Regions from separate parts of the Gossypium hirsutum genome. Here region 2 is linked to region 1. A link is a contact called in public Hi-C data. All regions are on one chromosome and are shown on one strand. The core of a region is the stretch at or near the end of the contact, and the rest is flanking DNA. Distances in the headings are between cores, read along the strand shown.

Region 1 (6,478 bases), core at 2,822-5,321:
AACAATATCAAATTTGACAAATGAAGTAACTAAGATCCATTTTACCAAGTAACACTTGCCCAGATGAACCAATGAAACCAAAATGAGATGTATATTGGAGTCAAAGATATTTAAATATGTACAGTATATGACACTAAAAGAACATCATAAGCACAACAGAGTTTGACATATCATACCAAATTATACTCATAATTTTCTTCACTAGCATGCAATATGCTATGTAGCATCTCTATAGACAAGCTCAAACCCTCTTCACACATCTGGTCAACTATGTCAAGAGCAAAATGTACCTGCATTGCAATAAAAGAAAAGTTGATTATGAGAAGTTCACAAAATAAATGCTTTTAATTTGTTTTCTAGGCCAAATGCTAGGTTACAAATCCCATAGCCCGTTCTTCAAGCTCCCCAATATTTGGTTATGGCCATACAAAACCCAAGTATAAATCCCATAAGATTTTACCATCAAAAGTGTTTGCAAGGCAATAGCCCTAGAACAATTTAAATGATGCATGGTTCTAAAAGTTCTAAAATTTGGACTTTTTGCTCCTTTTGCTTGAAATAAATCTTGTCATACCTTGTGTAAATCACAGCAATAGGTAATAAGCTTCTCATATGATGCGGATGAAGGTGTTATCTCGAATTTCATGTGCAAGCTTTTGAATTTCAAAAACAAATCCTCAACCTACAATAGGCAACAAGTATAAAGAGACATAAAAGGAATAGGAAGCTATAAGACTAGAAAATGACTTAATTGCCTACAAGAACCTTTTTAACTCCCAAATTTTTAATTTTCAATTAAAAGAACCTACAGGCAAGTGGCAAGAAACATTCACAAGCAAGATTGCTTACAAGCAGGATATATGTCAATAGTTTTAAACATCACCAAGAAACTGGGCATATTACCTCAGAAATATCAAAATTATCGATTAAAGGTAAGGGCTTAAAAGACATTGCTTCCAAAAATGAACCCTATAATACTAAAAAGAAGCACAGCTGAAGATCTATCTTTAGTTTTAACCAATTTATCTATCTCAAGGTCGTTCCTACAAATTTGCTGTCGAGTTAGTTTCATAAAATTGGATTCCCTACTTCGTATGACAAAATCAGGCCAAATTATATTGTCATCAACTAGGCCACAAACTGGTGTGCAACGAAAGACATCATTAACACTGTTGTAATACTGCTAATAGAGTTTAAGGTGTCATAACAATATTGCAAAATCAAATTTTCTATTTTAACAAACAAGCAAAACTGCATGGGTTTCATAGAATCATGGTACGAAGGAAATTACCAGCAGCTTTCATGAGAAGTTCCTCACCGCTAAATTAGGAATGGCACTGACATAACTAAAGATGACCCTTGAGATATCAGCCATTTTGTAATCTGCATTACCAAATTTACCATATTAAAAAATGCATACAAGAGAAGATGCATAGTTTTTCCAAATTTTTAATCTTCCATCAGAACCTAGAGTGTTTTAAAACAGCTAAATATCAGGAGTTACAGGATCAGAACCCTCCATCTTAGAGACAGGCAGGGATTCCACGTACTTAAAACATGATAGTAGAAACAGAACTTATGCATGCATCAAGCTCTCACCATGAAATTAATTCCCTAGGAAACTGCTAAATTATTAAAAAAATAAATCAAATTTATGAAAGTGAATCATTAGAAATTTATGGTTTCAAAGATACCAACCAACAAAAGGGTGTTTTTGCAAAGAAAACTAGATCAGTTACAAGTTTTCACCAATTACTTAAAAGGATAAGAGTTAGAAGCCTACCCATTAGATGAAAAAAAAGTAGAACAATTAACATACCATTGTTTTTTAACGTCCAAAGGAATTTCTCAGCAAATGAATCAAATGATAGCCTCCCCAATGATTCAAATATATTTGCAGCTACGTTCACAGATGAAATTCTTGTTATATCAATAACCTCTAAAAGTTGCATGATGTCCTTCCTTCCACTTTCACAAAGTGCTAACAAATAATTTTCTGTAAGATGGGAAAAAATGTTGCAAACTCAGTAATGGTAAAATTTTGGCCCCCTTGATTGCATAAGATGAAAAACGTACCAGAAAAAAGGAGGAAAAGAAAAAGCTTGATTGGCAAATAAAGTGGATATATTCAAATTAAAATCATTAGATAATAACTAAAAAAAATGATACAGACATCTGAACCTAGCTCCATACCTTTTAATTTAAAATCATCTTCCTCATCGGCAGCTACAATACAATTACAAAGTTCTTGGATCTTTTCTTCATTATTGACTCCTATCCACAACAGCATCTCATAGTAACCTAACCTAGTAACAGAACTCGGATTCCCTTCTTTGATAGGTCCACAGAAAAAAAAGAACTCTTCTACCATACCCATGTCAATAAAATACATAAGGAATGGACCGTATGTGCCCTCCTCTACCTGAAATCCCCGTTCCCTCATTTTCTTAAAAGTCTTAAAAGCCTCAGACATATGTTCTAAAGCATCATCTTCATCATTGCTGGTCCTAGCCTTCTCCAGGCAAACTGCTATTAGAGCATTGTACTCTTTCAAACCAGTATCTCTTCCCATTTTATCAAAAAACTCTATAGTAGCTTTTGTGCCCAATTTATCTCCACACATCTTTATTAACCGATTAAATCGACCAGACTGGGTTTTCTTGAACACCCATTTCTGCTTCCTTTCACGTGAAAGTTCTTTCCTCCTAAAGGATATGTTATAGTTAGACGCATTTGAAAGCCAGGGTATGTTTAATACTCTCCCTAAAGAACTCCCATTATCCATCATTTTTTCGATATCCTTTGAACTTTCTGCAGGACCAGCTGCACGCAGAATATAATACATGATTTAATCCACAATGAATGAACTAAAACTGCTTTTCCTTTTCCCAAAATAAAATATAGAAAGAAAAAAAAAACTTTTAAATTTAGCTATTTAGAAAGATAACTGAAAACTTCAGGTTCCTAACCATGTACTTGCTAATTAAAGAGCATATTCTACTTGAAACAATTATCTACATGCAAGTGCAATTTTAAATTAAATGATAATAGCAACTTACTCAAAATCCGTGCAAGTTATTTATGCATACATGCATATATGAATACATGTATGTATATGCATATTGCATTCACATAGAGAAAAACATTCTTCTTGATTGCTATCCATTTGCAAGTACAATCTCTTATTAAGTAAATAACTTTTCTCAAGACTAAATCAAGTAAATAAGTTTCCAAATGTGTAACATCAGACCAGGAATATAAAAACACATTCAAATTTCACCTTTTTTTATCCTTATGTTTCTCAAAATAAGCTGAAGGAACATAACTGGCATGCTATGAATCTATGACTAATGAATACTTACTACATAATATAGAATGTAGCTCATCTGTGAACCCCCCGATTGAATTCTCTGCATTAACCACGGTAAAATCAAGACTTCAGATTTTACACTTAAAAATGACACATTTCACTCAATTCTCCGCCAGACCACAACTAAACCGACACAGAACAAAACCAGAAATATATATTTCAATTAAAACAACAGAGTTCAACGAATTCTTAAATACCGGAATCCAATAAAAAAAACTACGATTTTCACTTAAAGACGAAAATTTTCATTAAATTCTTCAGTACCAGGAACTAAAACAATACAAAAAACAAAACCCAGAGTCCAGAAAACCAAAGGAAAAAGAAAACGTTAAACATTAAAAAACAAACCAGAAGTTGAAGCAGGTTGTAGCAACCAGCTCTGAAGGCTACCATCATTGGCGGGATTCTTGGTAGGTTGAAGTGAACGTATTCTGAATGAACCGGATGATGTGGATGGGGATGAGGATACGGCTGATGAGGTGTCAAGCGACAAGACGAACTGTTTTAGGGGTTTGTCACCGGAGGGTAAAGAGGAGGACTCTTTAGTGGCCTTTTTAACGGCGGTTTTAAATAAGGAGCTAAGGGTTTTGGCTTTAGAAGCGGTCATTTGATACAGAGGTTTTGGAGCTCACATGAAGGCTGAAGGCTGGAGGCTGAAGGCTGAAGGTGAAAGGGTTTGGGCTTTTGGGAGCATCTTAAAATTTGAGTTATAATAAGTATATAAATAGAATTAGAATATATGTAATATGTCAAGAGATAGGATTAAATTACTTAGGAGGTGTTGCATTATAAGGAGGAGATCAAATTAGTACCTTTATTATAAAATAGATCAATTTAATCTTTATACTATTAAAAATAATCTAATAAGTCTAAATTATAACAAAGTTAATATTTGTTGTATAAAAATATTTGGAAAATTATTTTTTTTCAATTACTTCTCAATTTTAAATAAAAGATTTTATTTATAAAAGCATAAAAATTTTTAAAATATTAACTATGTTAAACAATAAATAATTTTTTAAATAGTAAATGTTAACTCTATTCCTATTTAAAATTATTTGATTGTTTTTAATAATACGAAGGCTATTTTAATCTATTTAATAATAAAAAGATTAATTTAATCGGGTCAATTCTACCAAAATAACCCACAATCCAAATGTTTTGCCTCTAATGCAGGCCATACAAATGAGAGCTAGAGCTTTCAAAAGGCTTCAAGGTCTATCCAGTGCAATCATCTTTGTTAATAGATTCGAAGCGAGAATAAAGAACCTATAAATAATAAGCATTGTGGATCCGTAATGAAAATAAAGAACCTAAAAACAACAAACCCTGTATTTAGCTATGGCGAATAATACCCTAACCGAAAATTGTCGTAAATTACCAATCCAACTTTGGTCGATTCTAGTATGCAATATGCTTCAACTTAATATTAGAAGAAGAAATGAGTCCCAGTTTTGGGCAAGAAAAATCAACAATCCCCTTGTTATGTATGATCTTTTAATATATAGCTTAGGGAAAAAACCTAGCTTTTCTGCACGACTTTGGGCTCCAAGTAAGAGCTTGTTTTTCTTTTAATTAAAAGGGATTTTATTAAAAGATGATCCACATACAGACGATTTGATTTAATTTTAATTAATTAGGTTTTGATTAAATTGTCCAAAAATAAAATTAAGCCTGTTAACTAAATTAATTTAGGTTGTGTTTGATAAACTAAAATTTTAAGTGTTGAAAAATTATTTATTGAATTTTTACTACTAAATTTTATAAGTGTTCAATTTATATTAGAAAATTGTTTGATAAATTAATAAATATAACTACAGAATATAATTATGTTGTTTGATAAAAGTAAATATTAATTTTTAAATTTTTAAATTTTTAATCTTATTAATATAATATTTTATATTATTTTGGATAGTTTTGGATGAATGATAAATATGATAATTTGAATATTTTAAAAAACATAATTTATTTCAATTTTTTAATAAAATAAAATTGACTTAATATTTTCTACATTAACTAATAAGTGACTGACTATCTATTTATCTTATTCAAACACCTTTTTATTGAAAATTTTACATTAAATAAAAAATTAAAATGGCTATAAAAGATTAAATTTAGTAGTCTGCTACCCTAGCACGCAATTTGCCTACCTCTCTAGCATGCTCTTAAGTTTTTTGGGTTCTTCTATTTAAAGTCAATCTTGGCGGCAGCCGTCTATTAGAATCTACTCTCATCCATCAGGACAACATGCATATAGTGGTTGAATCTCAAGCCTGCAATCATGGAAAAAGAATTTGCTGAATTAACGGTTGAAGAAGAAGAAGAAGCAGTTTTACAAGCACAAGTTAAGTCGAATTTAGAAAAGGAAGAAAGAACTTTTCGACTGGTGGGATTTTTTTAACAGCCAGCATTATTTACTTCCCAGCAATGAAAAGCACCATGGCAAATTTATGGCACCCAGTTAGAGGCGTTCAGATCCAAGATCTAAAGGAAAAACGTTTTCTGTTTCAATTTTTTCATGCTATGGATATGGACAGAGTTTTGAAGGGTTCCCCATGGACCTTTAATAATCACTTATTGATTCTACATCCACTACAGTGGGGGGAAGACCCATTGAAAATCCCTTTAATCTTTTCACCGTTTTGGGTACAGATCCATACTATTCCAATGGGGTTTTTTTATGAGAATTTGGCAAGGCAATTAGGGTATTTTTTGGGAAAATTTATGGAGTATGATAACTCAGATCTAGGGAAAGGTAAGAGGAATTTTATGAGAATTCGAGTTCAATGGGATGTCCGTCACACATTAAAAAGGAAAAAGCAGGTTTGTTTCTTAGGGAATTGTTCATATGTTAGATTCAAATATGAGAGGATGACTCTTTTCTGTTTCTATTATGGCCGAGTGGGTCACAGTGATTCCTTTTGTGAGGCAAAAATGGCGTTAGGGGTGGAAGTGGCAGTAATGGGCAGGGACTTGTCTTTGCGAGCTCAATCCAAAAGAGCCTTAGCAATGAATAGTATCTAGTTACATGAAGATGGAGAAGATGACACAGGCGAAAGCCTCTTAGCCGGATGCAATTCAGAAAATAGGCCATGGGGAATGTGGAAT
Region 2 (6,478 bases), core at 2,515-5,014, 200 kb after region 1:
TAAAGATCTTCATTATCATTCCCAGTATTGACCATAAGGCTTTTTCCTTTTTCTTGCCCCCAAGTCAACAACTATGTCAATTGGTTCATCATGTTATTTTGGGATTTTAATATTTGGTCCCTCAAATCCAGTTGGATCTTAGCTAGTTGTTCTTGCATTTCCTTTTGCATTGGTTCCAACCTTTCCAGTTTTTCATCCATTGCTCTAGTTTTTCTTCATGTATAGTAAAGATGCGCACTTGGTAGGTTTTTATCGGTTTCCAGATTAACTGAAATAGTTTTTTAACTAATTAGGGCCCTTTTGTGACACTCAATGCATATGATAAAATGCAATGCAAATGCATGAAATGAATGCAAAAAGAGACGTTGATTCTAGTTCAATTCTGTTAGTACAACTTTTGTAGATAACAAATATCTTTACATAAAGCGAAAACATGTACGGCCTTGCCCGTATACACTAGGCGAAGACATCGATTTTTTTCTTCATATTTGGATGCTAAAATCAAATCTTGTGAATTATCTCCTTTTTGCTTGATCTGGGCTGCGACTCCTTGCTCACTCATCCTCGTGATGCTCGTCAGCTTCTTTAAGTAAGCCGAGATGTTGACGGTTCTAGAATAATCTTTGTTGGCTTGAATCTTGAAGCCAAGTAGTGTACTTCTCTGCGGACTCTCATCCTTCTCTTGTCGTGTTTACTCGGACTATATTCGGACGGCTGTATTGTATTCCGCTTTATTAAGAAATTCATTTTCCATGACAAGCTCTTTATTTAGCAACTGAATGTAAATCAACACATTTTTTCTATGATGAAAATGCAATGCAATCAAGACAAAAGAAAACATGTTAGCATAAGAGAAATAAATAACCAGAATAGAGCACCTATCCGAGTAACCACTAGGGTTTGGTGTGGCTCTACTTAGGGTAGGCTATTAGGGCTCTCTATATGCAGTTCAGCTCTAAGGGAAGAGTACCTGAACCGGCAGATTCCTCGATCCTCCCCTATTATAGGTTCATATGGACCGAGTTCAGTTCAAGGGAATACATTTTCCTATAGCCATGCGGAGATGAAAATCTCACGAAGACATAGGTACGGATGTATCCCGAAAGCGGTCCACTATCCCATGCGGAGGTGAAAACCTCACGAATGCGTAGTTTCTCACTCCCACTTAAAAGGGCGTGACCAACGGTCATGCAATGCAATGCGAGGGGGTATAAAAGCTCGAAATACAAAAAACATGAATAAAATGATGAAAACCATAACACCAATGAAATGCAATGAGAGGATCGTATGTTTAAAACTAAATTTTCAATTTTTTGACAAAAGGACAGAAAATAATCAATTTTACGGCTTGACTCTTTTATTGGTCCCCAGTAGAGTCGCCAAGCTGTCGAAACTATTTTTCTGAAAAATGAGAATCGACTATTTAAAACGAAAGTTTAGAGTCGCCATTGATCCTTTTTTATGAGGTGTGATCGGGTCATCTCAAAACATGGCCGTTTTTCAATAAATAGATTGATTTATCAAAACAACTATTCTGGTCTGCGAAAATTGGAAAAACAGGTTCGGGAGTCTATTACGTGCGAGGAAGGGTTATCACCCTCGTCACGCCCAAATTTAGTACCTAATTGATTATTCAGTGTCTTAATGTCGAAAATTGAAAATTTGAAAGGAGTTTAAATACGATCCCCTTTAATGTTAATGCTTTTTTAAAGTATTTGGATGACTTAAAACGTATGTCAAGGACCGTTTCATCTCAAGGTAAAATGTTATATCCAGTACGTTAGGACACAACACCCCGACCCTCGAGTATGAGCTTGTCTTCTATTTCATTTAAAACTCATGTATTTAAATTTTAAAAAGGATATTCGGATATTTAAATCAAACGGAAAATCGAAACCCAGTATGTTAGGGCACGACTACTCAAATTTCTAAATACAAAATATTGCCTTTATTTTATTTAAAACTCATGTATTTTAATTTAAAAGGATAATTGATTACTTAGATCAAATGAAAAACTGAAACCCAGTACATTTGGACACGATCTCTCGAATTTTCAAGTATCGAATATTGTCTTTACTTGAAAAATTCAGACAAAAATAATAATAAATAAAATAATATAAAGATAAAAAATAGAATAACAAAGAAAATTCGAATGAAAATTTAATTTAAATCGGGAGTGGGTAAATAAACACATGTACAACAAAATATTGAATGAAATAGTTTAAAAATAGGACAAATAATAAAAATAATAGTAATGATAATAATAAATATAATGGTAATAATATTAAAAAAATTAATATAATGATGATAATAGTGTTAAAAATAATAATAATAATAAACAAACGACATATTAATAATAATAGAAAATAACGATAATAATAATAGAAGTAATGAAAATAATAATAATAGAAACAATAAAAATAAAAATAATAATAAAATAGAAAATAATAATGATACATTAATAATAATAACAATATAAAAAATAATACTATATTAATAAAAATAATAATAGTAGGTTAATAATAATAATAATAATAATAAGGTAAAAAATAATAATGAAATAATAAAAACACTATTACTTACTACTACTACTAATAATAATAAAAGAACACAATAATAGTATATAGAATAATAGTAAAAGTAATAAGAATAAAAATAAAAATAATATTAAAAATAATACTCTCCACCTCCCTTCTAAATTATCGGTCCGGCCTTGTTCCGGTCACCGGACCTCCACGCACCGTCCTCAGCACCACCGTACATGGCGGCCGGACCTAAAAAAAATCTTTTTTCGGCAATTTCAAAATGGATAAGCTTCCTCCCTTTTATTTTTACTTTCGTATGTAAAAAAACAAAATAAAATTGAAAGATAAAATAAAATAAACAAAGAACTTAAAATGAGAATAAACGAAAAAAACACATCTTTTGCTTTGATTTTTGACTAATCTCGTGTATTCCTTGTATTGAAAGTCTCTTTTTTTCTTGTATTTGAATCTCTCTCCTTTTTTCTCCAAAAAACAGAACCCCCTATTACAAAGGTTTTGAATGGCTTTTATAGCTAAATTTTACAACTTGTTTGCTAACCGATTGCCTCTTTCTTTTTGCAGACAAGTAGAGTGATGGAGTTAGTAGTAAGTGGGGTGATGGAGTTAGTGGTTGGTTTGGTAGGGTGCTAATTAGACTATTAACTTATTTAATATTTTGGACTCTGTTTGTTGGATTGGGGCAAAATTTGAGTCCTACAATTATGATTCACTGTTCAAATTATGAAATAAATTAAAATATGTTAAAAATCGTTATAAATAAATAAAATATGACACATATAATCATGTCGAAATTTGTGTAAGATGAGCTATAAACATATAAAATTCAACTATACTAAATTTAAGTTTAAACTATATTAATAGTGATCCCATTATTAATATATTTTTTAAATATTTTATGTTGAGATTTTATTCCTTATTTATCTCTTTAAATGTGAGGTAACCTTAAAAAGCATATATTTTAAAAAAATTATTAAAATTTTTACTGATTTGATGATAAGATATTTATAGTTGTAAATAAGATTGGAGTCGTACTGCTCATCTTACTATTAAGAATTTATCCTTCTCCTATAATTCATAAAAAACCACAAAACTACTTTAATTTTGAAAATAATTCTAGAAGATTCTAGTATTTTTTGGGAGCAAAGAAAAGCCATAAACGGCAGCGTCGTCTTAAAGGCAAATATCTACCTTTCTTAAATCTCTTGGTCAAAGGAAAGACCAATCTTAGCGTGTAATCCAAGGTGATCCAAAATTCTACATAACACGTGGCTTCCTCTTTTCCGTACTTTTCCTCATTAAGTCGGCAATCTCCTCTTATAAATCTACGTTTTTCCTCCTAATTTCGCATCAAGTTCACAATCGTCTTTTCTTTTAATATTTGTTCAAAGCTTTCGATTACAAATCCCTCGCGAAAGGTATTCTTTTGTTTTCATCTTCTTTTCCTTCTCTCGATTCTTGATTTTCTTTTTAATTGTTGTCGTTGAACTTTTTTTGGGTATATTTTTGTTCGATTTATTAAGGATTTCGATCTTGTTGATTTCTTCAATTCGATCGGTTTTGAGATAAATATTAGCATCTGTTTGTATAATTATCTCTTATTTTTTCGAATTCAAGATCATAAATCCTCGGTTGCTTTGGCTGTATAATTGATTGTTAATATTAGGGTTTCATCGTTTATTGCTGATCTAGTTTCTGGATCTAAGTATAATTGAATTTTATTTCTTTCTTATGACTGTAATTTTTTTATGTTATCGATCCGTTGATTTTGTGCTATTTATTGGTGAGTCTAAGTTGGGTGGTCGGCCCAAATTGGATGTTATTGTTCATGTTATTCGATTGGTAGATTGTATGAAATAAATATTGTTGATTTCGGTTTTTAATTGCTTGATGTATTATTCATAATTTGTGGTGTAAGGTGTTATTTCAACTTTATATGTAGGTATAATCTATCCAGAATTTGATCTTGGTTGCTTCTACTCTACTTTTAGTTTTTTGCTCTTCAAAAAATGTTATAATTTCGTTCATGCGAAGTAAATCTGTGTTTCTTGTCGACACAACAGATGCAGATCTTTGTGAAAACTCTTACTGGTAAGACCATCACCCTCGAGGTGGAAAGCTCCGACACAATTGATAATGTCAAGGCCAAGATCCAAGACAAGGAAGGGATCCCCCCTGACCAACAGAGGCTTATCTTCGCTGGGAAACAGCTTGAGGATGGCCGTACCCTTGCTGACTACAACATCCAAAAGGAGTCCACCCTCCATCTTGTCCTTCGTCTCAGGGGTGGCATGCAGATCTTCGTGAAAACCCTCACTGGCAAGACAATCACCCTTGAGGTTGAAAGCTCCGACACAATTGATAATGTCAAGGCTAAGATCCAGGATAAGGAAGGGATCCCTCCTGATCAACAGAGGCTTATCTTTGCCGGTAAGCAACTGGAAGATGGTCGCACCCTTGCTGACTACAACATTCAAAAAGAGTCTACCCTCCACCTTGTGCTTCGTCTCAGGGGTGGCATGCAAATATTTGTCAAAACTCTTACTGGCAAGACAATCACCCTTGAAGTGGAAAGCTCCGACACAATTGATAATGTCAAGGCCAAGATCCAAGACAAAGAAGGTATCCCTCCTGACCAACAGAGGCTTATCTTTGCTGGAAAACAATTGGAGGATGGCCGCACCCTTGCTGACTACAACATCCAGAAAGAGTCTACCCTCCACCTTGTCCTTCGTCTTAGGGGTGGCATGCAGATCTTTGTAAAAACGCTCACTGGAAAAACCATCACTTTAGAGGTGGAGAGTTCTGATACAATTGATAACGTTAAGTCCAAGATTCAGGACAAGGAGGGCATCCCACCAGACCAGCAGAGGTTAATTTTTGCTGGGAAACAACTTGAAGATGGCAGAACCCTTGCAGACTATAACATTCAAAAGGAATCTACCCTCCATTTGGTGTTGCGTCTTCGTGGTGGTATGCAAGTTTTTGTGAAGACCCTCACAGGAAAGACTATTACCTTGGAAGTTGAGAGTTCTGATACGATTGACAATGTGAAAGCTAAGATCCAGGACAAGGAAGGTATTCCACCGGATCAACAGAGGCTGATTTTTGCTGGCAAGCAGCTGGAGGATGGGAGGACCCTTGCTGATTATAATATTCAGAAAGAGTCAACCCTCCACTTGGTGCTTCGCCTGCGTGGTGGAATGCAGATATTTGTGAAAACTTTGACCGGTAAAACCATTACGTTGGAGGTGGAGAGCTCCGACACGGTTGATAATGTTAAGGCCAAGATCCAAGATAAGGAGGGTATCCCACCTGACCAACAGAGGTTGATTTTTGCCGGAAAGCAGCTCGAGGACGGGAGGACTCTTGCGGACTATAACATTCAAAAGGAGTCGACCCTGCATTTGGTTTTGCGCCTTAGAGGAGGGATGCAGATATTTGTCAAGACCTTGACTGGGAAAACCATCACCCTGGAGGTTGAGAGCTCGGATACGATTGACAATGTAAAAGCAAAGATTCAGGACAAGGAGGGAATTCCCCCGGATCAGCAGAGGTTGATCTTTGCTGGGAAGCAGTTGGAGGACGGTCGAACCCTAGCTGACTACAATATCCAGAAGGAGTCTACTCTGCATCTTGTCCTTCGCCTCCGTGGTGGTTTCTGATTTGGGTCCTTTTGCCATTCTGCCTTTGGTGTGGTCTTGTTTTCTTTTTATTTCATGATGTTTAGCCATTAGATAAACTGTGTTTTTTAAGGTAATGATACTTTGGTGTGAAGTGGTTAGAGAGCCACAACTCACTTACTATATTAAATAAGGTTCGGACTATTTCATAATCTCCTATCCTAATATACTTTGGTGTGAAGTGGTTAGAGAGCTACAACTCAGTTACTATATTAAATAAGGTTCGGACTATTTCATAATCTCGTATCCTAA

Evidence for each region. A called contact is a pair of places that touch in the nucleus more often than the background predicts.
Region 2: a contact with region 1 is called in a Hi-C map of leaf, with 1.5 times the contacts expected there. The contact joins the promoter of LOC107917792 here to the promoter of LOC107916525 in region 1. A contact is called at or near these places in 2 of 34 Hi-C or Micro-C datasets (both in leaf).

What each region holds. Positions count from the first base shown.
Region 1 is chrA01:10,745,060-10,751,537 of Gossypium_hirsutum_v2.1, forward strand. It overlaps LOC107916525 (pentatricopeptide repeat-containing protein At4g04790, mitochondrial), which reads right to left and starts at 4,072. Exons shown (of 15, transcript XM_041076062.1): 1 at 3,719-4,072; 2 at 3,363-3,410; 3 at 1,820-1,996; 4 at 1,319-1,383; 5 at 575-682; 6 at 177-290. The coding sequence starts at 3,977.
Region 2 is chrA01:10,945,943-10,952,420 of Gossypium_hirsutum_v2.1, forward strand. LOC107917792 (polyubiquitin) reads left to right here and starts at 3,765. Exons shown (of 2, transcript XM_016847108.2): 1 at 3,765-3,961; 2 at 4,607-6,378. The coding sequence starts at 4,607. The coding sequence ends at 6,208.